Linked DNA regions of Mus musculus: region 2 is linked to region 1. The links are chromatin contacts, called in public Hi-C maps. All regions are on one chromosome and are shown on one strand. The core of a region is the stretch at or near the end of the contact, and the rest is flanking DNA. Distances in the headings are between cores, read along the strand shown.

What was found. A called contact is a pair of places that touch in the nucleus more often than the background predicts.
Region 2: a Hi-C map of cortical neurons shows a contact between it and region 1, with 4 times the contacts expected there. The contact joins two enhancer-like sites. A contact is called at or near these places in 1 of 484 Hi-C or Micro-C datasets (cortical neurons) and 1 of 9 other capture datasets (embryonic stem cells).

Annotation. Positions count from the first base shown.
Region 1 is chr1:75,924,215-75,927,009 of GRCm38.p6, reverse strand. No RefSeq gene overlaps it. Among named protein-coding and RNA genes, the nearest start is that of Gm32622, 11 kb to the left of the region's middle. Within about 2 kb of position 1,394, at least 50 of the 459 cell types and tissues checked have an H3K27ac peak or open chromatin away from gene starts, as enhancers often do. A contact at or near this core is called in cortical neurons, where this site is marked.
Region 2 is chr1:76,245,032-76,247,826 of GRCm38.p6, reverse strand. No RefSeq gene overlaps it. Among named protein-coding and RNA genes, the nearest start is that of Gm32737, 150 kb to the right of the region's middle. Within about 2 kb of position 1,421, at least 16 of the 459 cell types and tissues checked have an H3K27ac peak or open chromatin away from gene starts, as enhancers often do. A contact at or near this core is called in cortical neurons, where this site is marked.

The DNA.
Region 1 (2,795 bases), core at 145-2,644:
AGACCTAACAGGAATTGCAGTCTTGGGGGACTTCAGCACAACTCTGACCCTCTGAGGAGGGAATGAGCTAGAAGAGACTACGGAGCATGCACTGTGCCCATGTATGTAAATCACATGTAAAAGGCAGAAAGCAGACCCTCAAGCTATGATGCTCTGCAGCTGCCGTGCCTACCTGTCTCCACTCCAGAGAATGCCGGAACACCCAGGAGGCAGCAGGCAGGGTTCAACAAGGGTAAGGTTTTACTCTTGTCTTTAATCTGGTACCATGGGGACACTGGACCCTCACCCTTGGGATGTCCATAAAATATAAAAATCGGGGTTTCTTTGTTTGGCTCTTTCTTAATTGATTATCCATTTGTGTTCAAATAAATGAGGCTTCTTCTGGCTAGTGGTTAACTTAGAATCAGACAGTGGGAAGGCGTTACTGTCTATGGCACCTGTCACAGGCATAGGAAAGGCATCGTTGGTGTCCTGAAAATGTGCCTGATGAAAGCTAATATATGACCCAGAATCAGTAATCAGAAAGGAGGCTTTGAATCTCACTCATCTTAAGATTTGGGCCAAGTAACTTCTCTGTGAACTGATTTTTTTCCCATCTATATCAACTGGAGTTGAACCACTTTGAGGAAGGTCGGTGTCAAGGTCTAGTTCTCCCAATCTGTGACTTCCCTTCAACCTTAGTGCCTGGCTTTGCTAAGATACAAAAGCATCCACTCCCGGGTAGAGCAATGAGACCTGGGCCAGTTCCCGCCACACATCCAAGATGATAGAAAGCCCGACCCAGATTCTGCACTGGCTAATTGAGCATTAAGACACAACAAGGGCTCTATTGCGGCATAATAATGCATGCCTGGCTGATTTATTAAGCATCTAACTTAAAAGCGCATTGTTCTGCAAGGCCCCGTAGCTTAGGCAGCGCTCCATGGAAAACACTTGCGGTGAGGCTGCTGTAGTGTTCAGATCCTGTTACATCCCATAACTTCCAACTTCCCAGTCCCTAGGCTGCAGCCTTCAGCTCCCTTCCTGCCCTTTTCAGAAGCCTGACAGCCTGGGTCTGGCTCTCACCTCTTTGCAGAGCTGTGGCGCCCCCTGTCGGCACTGAGTTTTTCTTAGATTCTAACTATGCAGCAAAGGGAGGAGGGATTGACGGCTTTCTCTAACTCAGATGAAGCCAGGCAGAAGGCAAACGAAGAGAAAGAACCCCACAACCTGCCCCCTTGGCCAGCCTAATTTTACTCAGAGCACTTCTCTCTGGCTCCCATGTTTATGTTTATTTAAGCTCCACTCGTGTACAACGATAACAAAGCCTATGTTTTGTTCTCTATTGGAATTTCGGCTCCCTGCTTGGCATGAAGGAGGCACCTGGTAATATTTTCCCCGAAAGAATCATTTATTCATTCCATGAGTGGTGATGTCAGGTGGTAGCAACAGTCTCCAAGCAGAAGAAAGCAGGGTAAAGAGGATGGCGTGCCAAAAGTAAGTTTTGCTATTTCAGATGAAGTGATTAGGGAGTGGGGAGAGCTCTCGATAAAGATCCACAAACAGAAACAAAGAAAATAAGAAAATGTGTCACTCAAAGTTGTAGGGGAAGAATATTCTAGATTGAACCCAGCCAGTTTCAAGGCCCAAGTGAGAGCGTGACGAATTTGCAGGGGCCCATGGGCCTGAAGCATAGCACGAGAGCAGAAGGCAAGAGGGTTGAGAGGTATCTAAGGCCAAATCTCTAAAAGGGACAGGAGCTTGCCAGGCATGGACCAGATCCAACCCCGTGCCCTTTGTGGTAATGTGCCGGGTTATAGCCGTGCTGTGCCTTACCTTATCCTCCATGGCTTTGCTCATGCTACAGCAGATGAGCACACAGACACCAGGCCGGCAAAGGCCAAAATAGTCGCTGTCCAGCCCCTGCCCTCAGTCATCAGAGACCACTGTCAAGACTTCAGCTCTTCTCAGAAGAACAATGGGAAGCCACTAGAGGCCCAGACACTGAGCAGAAGGTTGACACACTCAGACTCACAACTTAAAAGGATCAGAGTTGCTTCTGAGGGAAATAAGAATTGTAGGGGTAGAAGCTGAAAAGTCAGTTAAGAGGTGAGAAATGGAAGTAGATTCGGCTAGAAATATTATCAGATTAGGAGATACACACCCCAGAAGCCCCTGTAACCTGCACTGCGTTTCTTTGCTTTTATGGATTCTAGCCTGGAGCTTCTGGGTTTATATGGGAGAGCTAAGAAGTCATCTGAAAAACTACAGTGTTGTTTCATTTCCATTTCTTTTCTACATCAGGAAGGAAGCCATGGCTATGATGCTAAATGTTGCAGAGAACAAGCAGCCATTTCTAATGATCTTTTGCTAATCATTCTAGGCTTGAGCTAGGGTCAAGACAAGACATTGGTTTATGTGCCAGTTCCTGGCAGCTTTCCTCATTGAAGCAGACAGACATTCAACTGGTTGGGGTTGGGGGGCACTTGGATTTAGGTCTGAGGGGGTTGAGTGCAGGTCAGGACATCAGCAAAGGCTTCAAGCTACAATTATGAATCAAACATTCCAGAGGAAGCTGAGGACCAGGGGACAATGTAATGACAATGGGAAATACCCAAAAGAAAGTATAAGGGTCGCACATCCTTACACATCCTTGCCCTCAGCCCAGCAATCAGCATGACTCAGGTAAAGCCTCACCTCCCATCATTCCTTGATGCAACACATACAGAGGCTGCCAGGTAGATGAGACATGTTTCCCTGTCATCTTGGTTCTCAATGGGTTTGATTTGGTTTGGTTTGGTTTGGGGGGTTGGTTT
Region 2 (2,795 bases), core at 172-2,671, 320 kb before region 1:
CCGCAGGACCTAGGGCTCCTTGGCAAGGGGAAGACTTGCTCAGACATCTGCAGACCAGGTAAGAGAGGGCTGACAGCCAGATAGGAGGGAATCCAGGATCATCCAAGGATGTTTCAAGTGTGGATGATACTGAAAATGACATACATAAGGTTCTCTTCCAAAAGTCCCCACATTTAACTGATAATCGGAACCAACAGGCACGTATTTAAGAGCATAGATGACCAGGCTATGCCTCTGACTCCTTCAGAAATTCCCTAGGATAAGGAAGAGAGTGGAATGCCTGGGATTGGTGACACAGCCAGTGGAGTCTGGTGTAATCTAGGAAGCTCTATATTGCATTTCCTTCTGCACTTTGGGGGATGTTCCAGGTCCCAGAGAGACATGGGCGGGAGGTGCTGCCTGCGTGGTAAAGACACCTGGAACCCTGGGAGGGCAAGGAGAGACATTGGGAGGAGCTGTTTTAAATTTCCCTTCTGCCAATTGAGACTGGCGAGCTAGAGGAAGTCGGAGCTCCACAGAGAGCTGGGTGGTCCCAAACATCAGCTTTAATTGCGTAATGCTATTGCCAGGTGTTTTCTTCTGGGACAGAGCCTCCGTGTGGTTGCCGACAAACCCTGAGCAGCATCCTTGGGAGTCTTTAAGCCTCAACTTATCATTTTACTTATGTTGAGAGGAACTTCAAGGCGGTGTAAATAATATATATCTCTTCTTTTTAAAAAATCGGTGTAAATATTTCATAGAATGTACAGTAAATAATAAATACATCTGAAGAAAACAATATAAATATTTGATAGTTTGCAGAGCAACTGTTAAGTCTGGAATTACATATGAATGCTCCAAAAAATTCAATAAATCCTAAATTACATACAAATGGCTCAGAAGTGACCCACACATAGTCATGGGTACAGTTTTTAAAACTGCTGTGTTGGCTTCTTAGCCAGGGGAGTGTTAAATCAAGATGTCATGCTGTTTAACAGCCTGCATTGTGAATCATCCAAAATTTTGGTAACTCCCAAGCTCCAGCACCTTCTGATAATACTTGGCTTGCATCTTGAAATAATAAAAACGCCCTCTGCCTACAAGAGAAGCACAGGGATACCACACCACACAGCTGCTACTTTTGATGCAAAGACTTTCCAATCCTGCAACAGCCACTCTCAAGGAGAGGCAGGATAATCAGCGTCAAATGCCTCTTACAAACAGGGCAGCCACGACTGTCTCACACTCATCTGCAGGTCAAGTCTCTGAATAGAAAGCTTCAGCGAGATACATCCCCCACCCCCACCCCCAGGATACCAGGGAATTCTTTTCTATTCATAAAGTGATCAGTCAGGCCACTGCGAACTTCTGTTCCTGGATCTGTCCCATTTTCACAGGCCTCAGCACTTCTATAATTATACAGAGCTCCCGGCTCTACAGAGCACATAAGCCTGCCTGTGTCCTCATCCACTTCGATTACTTTCCGTCATGTGTGCCCTTCAAGACTGAATCCCAGCACAGTTCCCCTGGGACATCATTCTCAATGAACCTAGCATATGGCTTCCCTGTAGCAAGTGTCCTAGAGAACCAAATAGTTGTTTGTATTATTTATTCATTCTTGTTCCCCAGAACCTAAAAGGGTGCCTGATACAGTCAGCTCCTTTGTTGGATAGGTGAATGCACGCATGAATGCACGAATATCTGTCTCACCTAGTGACCAAGGAGACTATTTTTATACATCATGTCCTTAGAGCCTGACACGGACCTCATGTACAATAGATGCCCAATAAAGATATACAGAGAAGGTAAATAGACCTAATCAGATAATGTGTCCATGTGTCTTTGTAGTGGAGAATTTTGTGTTGTGTGAATGAGAGTGGAGAAAAAAGGAAAGACACAGAGATCTTAAACTTGTGCCAAGATAAAGCTTCCCCCACTGAAACATATCCCTGGGGGAGATTAAAATGTGCGTGCCTTAACAAATGTTTATAAAAAGAATAGGTATAGGTTTTTTTTTTCTTCAAAATAAATTCACATTAAGATTTTTTCAAAGGCTCCTGGTTACACCCATGTAGTGTTTATATAGTACATACCTTTATGAAGCTGGAGACACAAGCACACTTAGCACATTAAATTTTGCACTTGATGGAGGCAATTTATTCACCTCATTTTCCCTTTGCAGGAAGCAAAGGCAAATTAAAGAAAAAGATCTAATGACTTGCCCAGAGGCACTCGAAGCAACAGCCGATCCAACGTCTTTGCTGCGGCACTGTGGAACACAGGGCTCTGGAAGCTTCCAGGGCTAAGACTGGTACAATGCCTCGGAAGCCATCTGAAACCTACCAGGCCGCAAATATACGTGGCAGGTGAGTTCCACTGAGGACTCTGGCAGTGATGGATACTCCAAGAAAAATAAGACATGATTCCTGACTTTGGAAAGGTGATGACCTAATTGACTGTTGACTGCCAGAATAGTGTAGTTGCGAAGGATAGGCACTCTGGAAGCACTTACATCTCAATGAACAGCTTTAGACATCCATCACTACATGGAAGAAGGGTGTCTCATTCAGATTTCCTCCACTGTGTGTGATTGAAGCAGAAAAGAAGCTTGATGTAAGTATATGGGGACCCAAGTGTAAGAAAGGGATAAGACCCAAAGGATGAGAACAAAAGCTAAATATGATGGATGGGTGCTCCTCAGTGCCTCAGCCTAACAAGCCTCTTGAGGAGACAGACCATGGCCCAAAAAAAAAAAAAAGGGTTTCCCCCGTAGTCCAGAAATCTTGCCCTTTCAAAAGTCAAAGTCTCAGGAGAAA